Linked DNA regions of Mus musculus: all the other regions are linked to region 1. A link is a contact called in public Micro-C data. All regions are on one chromosome and are shown on one strand. Each heading gives the region's core, a stretch centred on a gene start, on an enhancer-like site or on the middle of the called end of the contact. The rest is flanking DNA. Distances are from core to core; before and after follow the strand shown. Region 1 holds the start of Cacna1d (calcium channel, voltage-dependent, L type, alpha 1D subunit). Region 2 holds the start of Cacna2d3 (calcium channel, voltage-dependent, alpha2/delta subunit 3). Region 3 holds the start of Mustn1 (musculoskeletal, embryonic nuclear protein 1).

Region 1 (4,209 bases), core at 854-3,353:
CACCCACACATTAATCTCTTTTGTGCCTCCATTCTTCCTGCCCTATTAAATCAGCCCCCCTTTTTAATAGAAACAAAGTTTTAGGTTTACAGGGAATTTACATAGAAGGTACATGTCTCCAGCAGTTTTTCTTATGATTACATCTTGGCTTGGTGTGGTATATTTGTTGAAACAGTAGCAATGGGTTATTGTTAACTTCCGTCCACAGTTTATATCACGGTTCACCTTTGTGGAGCACAGGTCTATGGCCTCTGACAATCAAATAATGCTCTAGGTCCATCATTATGGTGACATACAGAATAGCTTCATTGCCCTGTGGTTGTCTCTTCTCCCCGCTTAGTTAAGCGGTTAACAGAACTGGGAAGACTTCTCAGAGCCCTTCAATTCCAGGGCTCCAGAGCACCCTTGCATAGTGCTTCCTACACTTGGTATAGCCCAGCTTCTGCTTCTTCCAGTAGATGGTTTGCCCTTGAGGAAGGGACTGTGCACACAGATCAAAATTGGTAACTCCTAGCCTAGACAACTGCGCTTAACAGATGCCTGTTCAGTGTTGGCTGAACTAAATCGGACAATGGGCCAGTGTTAGCAAGGCATTTTCTGTAGAAGTCTCCAGAGGATAAGCTATAGACCTGGAATTCTGATAGTGACACACGTGCTTCCTTGCAAATCTGACCTATCAAAGGATATGTTCTTGCATCCTTTTTGATTTCAGCTAAGCACCAGCACAGGTGAGGTTGCTCAGACCAGCTTTCTTTTACACAGGCCACAGGCTGCTTCCCAATCCTGCCACTCTCCAAAGAGCCAAGTGAAAAAGCAGGCAAGCATGGTTGTTTTCCTCTATCCTAACTAGACACCCCTCTCTCAGGAAGACCCCTGGAGAGTCATTCTTCCCAGGTGGATCCCCCCTGCAACAATCAGAGATGCTCGGTGTGTCCTCTTTGAGCAAGGAGCACCTTCCCAGAAACATTTATTTTCTTAATTCACGCTGAGCCTTTTGCTTTAAAGACACTGTTCTCAAACGTTCTAAAACTCCGTAGGAACAAGCAGATCCGAACAAAGGCAAATAAATCGAATCCTGCAAAGTAACAAAGCAGACGCCTTTTCCCAACAGCCAGCACAAAGCTAAATGAAAAATATCAGTCATCCACTAGATACAGTATTTCCCCCTCCAGACGGAGCTGGGGCCTGTAGACCTCCCCCACTACAAACAGGAGGCCGAGAAGGTACAAAAAAAAGTATTAATTCCTAAACGAGTCATCAATTTGAGCTGCACAGTCTACCTCTCCACACTAGCAGTTTGAAAGACCTTGGCTGTTACTTCTCTGTACCTGTCTCCAAATACACGTGGAGGTGATGGCGAGAGGGAGGGAGCCCACCGCCACGTATGCATAAGGGAGGGAGGACGGGATTCAGGGCTGAGGGCAGATCTCTGAGGACAGTCAGTGCTCCCCAAAGAACAAGCCCCCCATCTCTTTGCACCTCTAAACTGGAAGAAACGGTGTAAGAGCTGGGGGACGCCTGTCCAGTCCAAGCAGAGCCCTCGAACCCTGAGCTTTGATGCTGCAGCAGCAGCGATCGCCTGCGGGCACCTGGGTTCCTGGGGGGAGGGGGGCGGGGCCTCCCCCAGGTGTGAGAGTGCGAAGGCCACCAGAGCCAGCCCAGCGGACCCCAGGGGACCCCAGCAGCCTCCGCTTGGGGACGCCGTGTAGAGGAGCGGCGCATCGGCGCCCCTAGCAGCAGGCACGGGGCCCCACGGGCCTGGCTCGGGGAAGGGGCGCCCGCGCGGCGGCGCCGAGGGGGTTAACCGGGCTGTCGGCGGCCGCAGCGCACTTAACCCTCGGTCAGCCGCGCCAGCCTGGGGGTGGCGGCGTCCGAGTCGCGCGCCGTGGAGTCCGGGGGGCGCGTGGGCCGCAGGCGGGCAGCTGGGGCGCGGCGCGGCCGGTGGGAGGCCCGGGCGCGCGGGGGAGGGCGGGGGACGGCGGCGGCGGGCGCGCAGCGTCGCCAGGGCGAAGCCGGCGTGCAGCGCGGCGCGGCGGGCGCGGAGCGGGCGGGCGGGCGGGCGGGCGAGCGCCTCCGTCCCCGGATGTGAGCTCCGGCTGCCCGCGGTCCCGAGCCAGCGGCGGCGCGGGCGGCGGCGGCGGCGGCGGGGCACCGGGCACCGCGGCGGGCGGGCGGACGGGCGGCATGGGGGGCGCGCCGAGCGGCCCGGCAGGCCGGGCGGGCACCACCACGGTGTCCCTCCGCTAGAGGAGGGGACCAAGCCAATTCTCCTTTGCAGTAAAAAAAAATAAAAAAAATAAAAAATTACATGTATATATTACTAAGATAATATATACATCTGATTTTATTTTTTACAAAAAGTTTATTTTGCTCCATTTTTCAAAAAAAAAAGAAGGAGCGTGGGTGGCAGGCGGTTTTTATAAATTATCTTTATTTTTGGTTATTTGTCTCTGTCCTTCCCCACCCCCTGCTGAAGCGAAAATAAGGGCAGGGACCGCGGCTCCTACCTATCCGTAACCTCCCATATCCGTTCCTCCCCCTCCCTAACCCTGAGCATAGTGCCCTGCACACAGTAGGCGCTCAATAAATGTTCGTGGATGATGATGATGATGATGATGAAAAAAATGCAACATCAACGGCAGCACCAAGAGGACCATGCGAACGGTGAGCAGCCTGAGCTTGGGTACCCGCTGCCAAACCTCATCCTATCATGATCCTACTCTTCCCACCCCCAACCCCCCATCTCCGATGCGTTGGGTGGGTTGAGGGGGTTGGAAATGATGCTTTTGGCTTGGTGTCATCTACATAGAAAGGGGTGATGCGCGGCAGCTACTCCGTTCTCCTCTTCAGGCCGTGAATGTCAGTTAATTCTGCATTTGCTGGGGTGGGGGCGGCCATTTGGGTGTGTGTGGAGTACTGTGGAGCCAAGGGGCAAGAGTGAGGTGATCCGGGTTCAGTGTGCTCGGGCTCAACTTTCCTCTTTCATCGCCCCTGAGCGATGGAAGAGGAGGTGTTAGTCTTCAGCCTGAACCCTTTTTCCAGCCTCCCCCTATCTCCCGCGCCTCTGGTTGACTAAGAAGAAGGTCCTTAGTAGCATCAGGAAAATTCTAGGACTGTTCCAGGTTTACCCCTTGGGTCGCTTGGTCCCATCATCTCATGGGAGAAGCCCCGGGTCTTGGGATCTGAGGGAACAGGGTCGGGTGGAGCGTGTATTCCCGCTCCCTGTGCCTCCTGTGCACACGTCGGTAACCTAGCAATGCCCAGAGAGTTGCTGCCGCTGTGGGGCTCTGCAACTCACCACGTGCAGTTTCCACACCAGCGGGGGCCGGGTCTAAGAAGGCTGGGGTGCTTTTGGCCAGGTTCCCTTCATGGAGGTCGTTAGCATTTCCCAGCCCTGGTTTTCTTGAAGCCTTTTCCGGTGAGCGCTTCTCAAAGGAACCGCTTGGCAAAACTAGTCCCTGATCTCAGATTGAGTGCCACCTGCCTGCTTTGCTCTGTCCCAGGCTTAAGGACAGTAGGGCAGGAGACCTGTGCTTGCTTTGACTCTTTACTTAGTGATAATTGGTTTTGCAAACGCCCGATTTCCAACCTCTGACACCACTCTCACTTTGACATCTGCTTCAGCAGAGGTGATGGTGGCCCAATGTCCATCTTCCAAGGAATGACCAGACCCACAGTGAGGCGAGCTCTATACATGAAGGGACACCCTCCATCCCATGCCCTCCCCTTCCCCCCTCCCCCGCCCGCTTTTGAGTATTTTGCCCTGGGAGTACCTGGATGCTACTCTACACTGAGATAATTATTGCATAGGCCTTGAGGTTCCCTGACATAATGCACCCTGACTCTTAGGGTGCAGGCCGATTAGATGCTGGCTTGGCTGCTGCTGCTGCAATTTAAAATGCAATAATAATAATAAAAAAGCCTTAAAGATGTTTTTCTGTTTTCTGAAGCTTGTGGAGGAAATGAGTCCCAAGCATCATGAATTTTCATTTGTAGGAAGTGTTAATGCATAATCTAGATATTTGTTGTGGGGCTTTTGGTATTGCCTGGTGCCAGTAAAGAGGTTTTTTTTTTTTTTCCCATGTAGAAAAAATTGCATATATGGCTATGGAGAGCTTTTGGAGGAATAGTCTAAAAGTGGTTAAAACTACTGAATTATTGGTTGAGTGTGTGTGTACGTGTGCCCGCGTGTGTGCGTGTGTGTGTGTG
Region 2 (4,209 bases), core at 709-3,208, 630 kb after region 1:
GCTGTTACCATACACCACCATAGAGGGGACAATGAAACCTTATGAATCGGGGCTAGTATGTACTCATTCATTCATTCATTCATTCATTCATTCAAACATCCATTTAGAAAACTCTTGCATTCTGGCAAGAAAATTAAATTTCCTCCCAGCCTCCAGTTTGAGTGTCAAAGCCATATGGACCACTAGCCCCGGGGTCAGGCTGTGCTTGGTTCAGTTTGGAAAGGGCTGGCATGCGTTCATAGGCTGGAGGTGTGTTCAGAAGCAGAGAATTCATTATAACTAGTTAGTCATCCATGGAGACACTGCCCGTGGGTGGGGTGCACTTGGCACTGGTGGGCCGGGTTCCTGGTGCTGCTTCCCTAGGTAGGTGTGTGACTGGCCTTAAGCCCACGGAGGCTGGGGTCTACCAGTACTCAGAAAAAAGCCTGGCAACGAGCCCCTCACATTCGACTCAGTAATCCAAACCGTTCACCACCAAGATAACTTTTCCGGAGACTGCTGTGAGGGAGAGCCATGCTGGATCCTAGCCGGATACTACCCCTACCCTTACTCAGTTCTCTGCAATTGAGTGCAAAGAACTAGGTAGGGTGTGGGTGTGGGGGGGGGGGAGAACCCCTGTAAATCCCAGAGGCGGAAATACATGCACATAAGGAGAACCGAGGCGGCGGGGGCGCGTTCGGAGACTAGGCGAGGTCAGGAGCGCACGGCTGCCCCAGGTCGCCCGAGTTTGCTCCGCCAGGCGAGGATGACTCAGCCTCACTCGGGTCTTTACCGTCAGCCCGCGCGAGGGCTCCACAAAGTTCCTAGTCACACCCTAGAGCTTGAACGAGGATGGGGGACAAGGTTTTTCTAAGGGTGGGGCCGCGGCAAAAGAGACATCCTGGGGCTTTCCCTGTGGGTATTCAGAAGCCTCGCCCGCGCTCAGCTGCCTCTTCCCGGGCGGGGGCTGGTGTGCGGAACCTCCGTGCTCGGAGCAATCTGAACCCCCCTCCTCCCCCCGCAGAATTAAGGGTGTCTGCCGGTCAGGTTGGACTTTCCGCTGCGTTTGCTTCCTTTCCCGCCCGGGCATCCTGGTCCCTGGGTGCACCGTGTAGCAGTGCGGACCCCGGACCCCGAGCTTCAGTAGGCTTGAAAGCACCCCGGCCCGTGGTCCGGAACGCCAGCGGTAGCTGTGCGGCCGCCGGGTGCCCGCGCCGCGACTGCAGCGCCACCCTCCGCGCTTTCCTCCAGTCGCCGCGGCGGTGGAGCAGCGATGGGCGGCCACGCCGCGGTGCACTCCCTAGAACCCGACCCCCTTGTCCCATCCCCAGCCCGTTCTGCCGCTATACGAGCCGGTCCACTGCCGCTGCCGCCGCCCGCTGGCTTCTTCCAGACTTCTGCCTCTTCCCAAGGAACCGTGAGGGGAATCGGGAGGGGGTCGCACCACCTCTAGGCTCCGCAGCCCCCCACCACAACGCCCCTGACCAGTCCCCGGGGCTCCTGACCAGATCAACTACTGGCAAAGTGTGGAGCATCGGGGTCCTCGGCCTCGCTCCCGAGCCGCCCACCCCCATTCCGCTCCGGTCGCCAGGGCCTGGGGACCGCCCGGGGCCACCCGAGAGTCGCGCCCGTGGCGGCGGACTGCGGAGTTGTAAAGAACTCAGCGGCCGCAGTGGGCCGGACCGGGCGAGGCACGAGCCGTGGCGGCCAAGGACACTTGAGTTTGCGAGTCTCCGCCCGCGAGGCGCCTCCCGCCCTCCCGCCGCGGCTCGCCGGACTCCCCGGGGCCGCCGAGGCGGGGCTGGGCAGCTGCCGCGGCAAGAGGCGCGTCTCGCTCCCTCCTCCCGCGCCTGCCTACTCCCCAGTGCTCCCTCCCGCCTCCTCTCCGCCCTCCCCTCCCCTCCCCCCGTACCCCGCTGCTTCCCCCCCCCCCCTGCTCCCCAAGTGAGCCGGGCGCGCGAGAGGCAGGAGGGGCGGCGCGCGGCGGAGCAGGCAGCCCAGCGCGCTCGCCCACCGCCCGCCCGGCGCAGCTCTCCGCGGCCGCTCCAGTCGCCGCCGCCGCCGCCGCCGCCAGGATGGCCGGGCCGGGCTCGCTGTGCTGCGCGTCCCGGGGGGCCTCGGCGCTCCTAGCCACCGCGCTTCTCTACGCCGCTCTGGGGGACGTGGTGCGCTCCGAGCAGCAGATCCCGCTCTCCGTGTAAGTGCCTGGTGTTGGGACTCCCCGGGAGGGGCGGCTAGCGCCCGAGAGAGACCCGGGGCGCCCAAGTTTGGGCGCCTGCAGGTGCGGCTGGGCAGGACCCACGGCGGGTGCGGGCCTCGCCTCTTGCACCTGCCTCTCAGCATCAGCACCCAGTGGCGGGAGACTAGGGTGGAACCTTCTCGCCCTTTCCCTGGGGCTGGGGAGTAAGACCTGGAGAGGTTCACCTCAAGTGACAGCGCCAAGTTTAGAGCCTGTTTACAGACTGCAACTTCCACGGGCTGTTTAATGGTCCCCTTTTCTGCTACCTTGCCATCCTACTTTTCCGGGAAGTGGGGTGGGGGTGGGGATGGGTGGATTTCTTCAGAGTAGTATTTGCCAGGTGATGCTCATTTTAGGTGTTTAAGTAACCAGGCAATTGTTTCTATGAAAGCCCGTGGTCTTCTTAGAGAGCCAGGCTTTACACCTTCTGAACTCCGGTGACCCCGGACCCCATCCCGCGCTGCGCTCTACATCTTGGTGCGGGTAGTTTGTAAGAGAGAGTTTTTTTTTTTTTTTTTTTTTTTAATCTTTCTTTCCTTTTTCCTTTAATGTTCTATCGCCCTGCTCTTTCAGCCACAGCCCGGTGTGTGCGCGTGTGTGACGGTGACACTGGTATTACATTTCTTCCCTCTGCTCTTTTCTCCCCATAGAGTGAAGCTGTGGGCCTCCGCTTTTGGTGGGGAGATAAAATCCATCGCTGCCAAGTACTCGGGCTCCCAGCTTCTGCAAAAGGTAAGGTTTCTGTGGTGACAGACAGCGATGATTTTTCTAGCACAGAAAATGGAGGCAGATTTAGTTTTTCCAAACAAACGTGAGCCCAGAGCTGCATCAGTTATCAGAGTAGTCTCTGATCTCCCGTTCTTGGCATTGTACTGTGCAGTGACTTCTCCCTACCAACCGGTTATTTTTAGATGACACTTGATTCCAAACACAAAGAAAAGCAGGATACTCACTCGCACTGTCCTGGCTGGGGCTCGGAAACAGTGTGTTTGCATGGCTCTTCTCGCAGTTGTTGGTATTGCTGTCTCAGTGCGAGAGCAGATGCTTCCCTGGCCAAAAGATGCTAACTTCTTCCAAGGGGCAGAATCCGGCGGGCAGCGTCTGTTTTCGGAGCCTCCACCTTGCTCGGGAGTCATAGGGTTCAGTGTATTGGCGAGATACCAGCAGCTTTGTTTGTCATCCCTGCAGTCCTACAATCCCATTATTCCCCAATCATCTAGACCCAGGGCTGGGGTGCATTGCATCATTACAGATAAGGCGAATGGATGTGGTTATCTTTCCACTCAGCTGCACTGCCGGGTAATAAGCTCTGAGAGTGGTCCACAAACTTAGGAAATTGGTCTGCGTCCATATATTTCTGTAAAGTAATGAGAATGGAGAATTGATTATTAGGCTGGTATCAGGAGTTGCATCAGTTTTAATTCAAATAGGCAGCATAAAGCTTAAAATTACATCTTGAGATATATGGCCCTCTTTATCCCCTTTAAGATAAAGAATGAGCTGGTGGGTGGGTGGGTGAGGGTGGAGACCAGAGCGGGTGAAAAGAATTTCAAGCTAGTAAACGAACCAAATTAATCCAGATATTCTCCTGACAATAGAAAATAAGATTGGCCTTTAGGGGACAATTCTCAGAGACTGGGTATAAAGAGCTTAAATTGTTAAGTTAACTTTTAAGCATTTTAAAATGTGTTTTTCGGGCCAATGTACCATATGTGTTGCGCATGCTGCCTGGTAACCAAGTCCATATTTTATTTATGGCATTCCGTTTCAGAGAGTAGCATTGCGGGGCATTATATGACACTGTTTGCCACACGAAATTCAAATATTATAATAAGGCATTGTCCAATAATAGGATAGCAAGGTGTGCTGGAAAAAAAAAAATGCCAGGCATTGAATCCTTCAAGCCATAGGGAAGATTGTTCACCTTCAGGCTGGGAAGAAGTTCACTGAAATGTAGTCAGTGATAAAACTTGATGCATTGGCCTGCCTTG
Region 3 (4,209 bases), core at 452-2,951, 530 kb before region 1:
CTGAATACAGATGGGGCAGCTGAGCCGGCTTGCTCTGGAGGCAAGAGATGGAGGAGGTGACATCAGGGACCTAAACTGGTCTTCTCAGAGGCAGGGCTCCCTATGCTGTGTGCAGCCCCTCCTATGCCCAGAGACCCTCAACACCTCTTAGCTACCACCGGGGGATGCTTGTGTCTCCAATTCTACCACATGCCCGGGGGACACTCACCGTAGTCCCGCATGACCTGGTATGTCTTAGACTTGATGTCCTGGTTCTTGGCCAGGGTCCCTCGGGCCCCCTTCAGGTCTTCTTCCTTCACAGGGGGCCGCTTCTTCTTGATGGGGCCTTCAGGAGTGCCAGCCTTGGAAAAGTCGAGAGCCTTACAATTCAATGCCTTGAGATGAAGACCCCCCAACTTTGGCGGGGGCTCCTCCTTCCCAGGCTTCCGAATTAAGCCGATTCAAAGCTCACTCCTCTCCCAACTGCAAGTTCCCCGCCACCTCCCTGCCTTCTTAGCCTGACTTGGACATCTGACCTTTCCCCACAGACAGGGAGGGAACTCCTGGGGGTGGTGACCACTGCATCCTCACACTGGCCTGTTTGTCAGGCCGAGTTCAGGACTGGACACAAGGGCGGAGAGCAAAAAGATGAACTCTAAGACTGAGGAGCCCTTGGTAATCTCAGGAATTCTAAGATCTGTTCACAGAGGTGGTGAAGTCCGTAAGACTGCCCCTCCCCCCTTTCCCTAAAACAAAACCACTGATGTTTACTGTGTTTGGGGAGGGATCGGGGTAGACAGCCATGGAGAAAGGAGCAAGGATGACCTTGTTGTTCTTGCCCAGTAGAGCCGGGAAAGCCAGATTTAGTGCTCACCCTTCTCTACCACCCGGGCGGGCGCCTGTGAGGCTGACACCTGATTCCTTCTTAAGCCCTGCAGGCAGGTGCAAGGATTCCCTCACTCAGCCTGGGCTGAGCTCCCAGGGAAACGCAGGCCTGCAGACACACCCTCACAGGGAGACAGACAGATCTATAGGTACAGTCTCCGCCCCTCATCCTTCCTCCAGATTACAAATGTGTACACATCAGGACACACTAAGCCAGCAAGGCTAGCTCCCTCATCTCCATACAAAGGCGCACAGTTCTATATAGGCACTCCCCACCTCCAACCCCTCACACGCCTGAAGTGTCAAGGCCTTTCACCAGAGCCTGGTGAGACCCAGGGTGTCCAGAGGCCAGCCTGGAAGGGCCACGGTGCTTCTGTTTAGCTTTGGCTTTTACTTCAGAGCAGGCACTACTACTTAGTGTCCAGCCTTGCCCTCGCAACTTCCTTGGCACCAACTAGTCCCTTCTGGGCCTCCTTACCTCGGACATGTTGGATGCCAAGCAAGCTCGCTGTTGGTAGCTCTCTGGCAGGCAGTAGCCACAGGAAAGGATCTGCGTGAGGCCCAACCCTTGGGAACTTATATAGTCTGCTTGTGCGTCCTGGGTAGTCACTCCCCTCCTTTGGAAGCTCTCAGATGATTCAGATCCACGCAGCGACTAGCTGGAGTTTATTCTTGGCGATGATGGGCAGCTGCCCTGGTGAGAGGAGATGGCCGCGGGGACCCCGCATCTCTGGGGACAGCTGCTTACTCGACGGTGGGAGGTGTTGGCACTGTTGTTCACAGACTGTGTTTATGAATGTGAACCCTGGAATGTGTGAGACAGCCTGCCCAGGCTGACTGCAAGAACCCATCCCAGTGGCAGGGGTGGGAGGGGAAGTCTCTGAGGAGAGGGAGGGCCCTGAACAAGGGTGGATGCTCTGAGTTTGTTTAGCTTTCTCTTCTACTCCTGGATTCCACTGGAAATAGATTTTCCATCCCAGCACATTAGCAGGGGAGAAACTTCCTTTCTGTTGCTTGGAAACACTTCCTCATGGTGAGCACAGCCAACTCAGAGTGAGTAGCCAGGAAGGCCGAGACCCTGTGGAGCTGCCATATCACAGTCTTGTTGGTGTCCTGGTCCTCTAGCCAGCCCTGGGACAAGTTTAATAAAGAGACAAAGCAAGGTACAGTATAGGCCCGGAGGAGACCATGCTTGCTAGTAAAGGCCTATAGAGGGCTTCTGTCTAAGATGGACACTTGGAAGCTGGCTGGCAGGACTTTAGAGGGCTGGGGTGAATGCCACTTCAGCTATTAAGCTGTAGTAAAGAGTAGAGCTCCCTTGGAAAATCATTTAGCACCCACCACTAACTTCATCTTTGCATGGAAAGATCACTGGTGGCAATGCAGGGACCCTAAGCCTGAGGTGGGCTGTGGTAGATGTGGGTTGGAGGTTTGTCTTAGACTTCTCTCCACTCCCTCCCGTCTACAATGGACATTGTGTTTATCCCTGAAGGCACCAGGCAGATGAAATTCAACCAGGCACTAACAGTCATCCTAAATGTCATTCCATAGCTGTTGTGCCTCGAACTCTATCCCATTCTTGGTTCTGGGCCTGGCTCCCAGTAGGTCAGTGTGTGCACCATCAGGTCTATACGCAGGGACCTGAGCAATACCCATGATTCCAAGGGGAGGCCAGGCCATGCCTTGTGAGGAGTACCCACAGCTGGCTGACTAGGACAAGGATAAGGGATGCCCAGCTCTCACGACCCAGGAGGAAAAGCGGGTTAGGCTCATCAGGATGATGGCTAGACCACGCTAGGCTCCTTTCATCGCAGACTCTGAGCCCACTGCAGCCAAGCCATCAGGTTTATTAACCCGTTGAGTTGGTTGTGAGTTACAGGGCACAGGGCACACAACCAACGACCACAAAAGTGCTGGGTTTTTTCCTCCTTTTTCTTCTTTTATATAATAAGATGTGAAAATTTACTGTAAACCAGTTTACAATGGAAGTACACCATCTTCTCTTTCATCTAAAAAATGTGGTTTTGTGACCCATGCATGACACCATGCTTAAGTGTCACTGGCAGCTGAGGTGGGATGGTTTCTGTGACTCATGACTGCGTACACAGCCTTGATTGGCAGCTGAAGTCACTCATAGGTCTGACTTCTAAGTAAACCCAGGAAAAGAAAAATTTAGAACTAAACCAGGCAACCAGTCCACCAACCAATCCACTCACCCACTCAGGACTCAGGGTGTTCAAAGCAAGGCTGACCACAGGCCCCGCACTATGAACAAGTCTCCCATTGAAAGTTGTGGAAATCTTCATTTAAGAGTTAGCTCACTTCGGGGGTCGGGGGGTGAGTGGAGAACACCTTTAATCTCAGCACTTGGGAGGCAGACGCAGGCAGATCTTTGGGTATGAGCCCAGCCTGATCCACAGAGCTAGGTCCAGGACAGCCAGGACCACACAGTAAAACTGTCTTAAAAAAACAGAAACAAAACAAGACTAGGTTACATCCTATAAGGTTTGCTGCCTGGCAGGAGGGACAGTCTGGGTCTGCTCCTTCAAGGTCTTGGGGCACCTTTCAGATGTGCATCCTGAGCTGTAGCCAGCAGGCCTATACTGCCAAAGAGAAGTTACAACTTGAACTTGAATCTTTTTGTTTTCCCCAAGAAAGGAGGCAGGAGAGGTGACATGAACCCACGACTCCTTTGGTGCTCGGGAGTTCACAGTTTAACATCTGAGGCAGGAGGTTGCTCCCAACATGCCCCAGGGCTGAGGGGCACAGAGTCTCACCTCACACACCTTCCGGACCACTGCCACACGGGAGCTCACCATTCACCGCTGCCTTTCCCAAACTCCCACCAACAGGTAAAGGAAATAAAAAAGCAACCACCATGTCTCCGAGTTAGGTGTCAGCTCTCTCTCATTGGTTTATTTCTGTTAGTTACAAAAAAAAAACAAAAACAAAAACAAAAACAAAAAAACCTCATTCTTCACCGTGGCTGGCAAGCTTCTACCAAGAGCAGCTTGGCCAAGGTACCTATTTGGACAAATCAGATTGACAGCACACCACAGCTAGGTCAGCATTCCACACTTCTTGTTTTTTTTTTTTTTTTTTTTTTTCCCTAGCTCGGTGTCGCCCGCAATCAGCCAGTAAAGGGTCCCACCTCATAAGGCAACTTGGAACAAGTGATGTGGACACTTGTTCCGGGGAGGGGGGACAGCTCAGGAAGAAGTCCTGACCAGAGCCCTCTACATCCACTCCAGTGAGACAGTGCACCACGGTGACAGAAAGGCCTTGTCGGCCACCGGAGGCTCTCCCAAGGGATGCGGAATTGTATGTGCTTTTGCTGTATGGTTG

What was found. Hi-C and Micro-C count contacts between places; a contact is called where the count stands out from the background.
Region 2: a contact with region 1 is called in a Micro-C map of embryonic stem cells, with 10 times the contacts expected there. The contact joins the promoter of Cacna2d3 here to the promoter of Cacna1d in region 1. A contact is called at or near these places in 1 of 39 promoter capture datasets (hippocampal neurons), 5 of 484 Hi-C or Micro-C datasets (all in embryonic stem cells) and 2 of 115 datasets of contacts at active chromatin or transcription factors (both in embryonic stem cells).
Region 3: a Micro-C map of embryonic stem cells shows a contact between it and region 1, with 1.8 times the contacts expected there. The contact joins the promoter of Mustn1 here to the promoter of Cacna1d in region 1. A contact is called at or near these places in 2 of 39 promoter capture datasets (the C10 cell line and neutrophils), 1 of 484 Hi-C or Micro-C datasets (embryonic stem cells) and 1 of 9 other capture datasets (liver).

Annotation. Positions count from the first base shown.
Region 1 is chr14:30,351,380-30,355,588 of GRCm38.p6, reverse strand. Cacna1d (calcium channel, voltage-dependent, L type, alpha 1D subunit) reads left to right here and starts at 2,103. Exons shown (of 47, transcript NM_001083616.2): 1 at 2,103-2,664. The coding sequence starts at 2,598.
Region 2 is chr14:29,719,613-29,723,821 of GRCm38.p6, reverse strand. Cacna2d3 (calcium channel, voltage-dependent, alpha2/delta subunit 3) reads left to right here and starts at 1,958. Exons shown (of 38, transcript NM_009785.1): 1 at 1,958-2,176; 2 at 2,869-2,950. The coding sequence starts at 2,055.
Region 3 is chr14:30,876,749-30,880,957 of GRCm38.p6, reverse strand. Mustn1 (musculoskeletal, embryonic nuclear protein 1) reads right to left here and starts at 1,701. Exons shown (of 3, transcript NM_181390.3): 1 at 1,343-1,701; 2 at 209-341; 3 at 1-34. The coding sequence starts at 1,351. It overlaps Stimate (STIM activating enhancer), which reads right to left. Exons shown (of 8, transcript NM_028839.4): 8 at 3,748-4,209.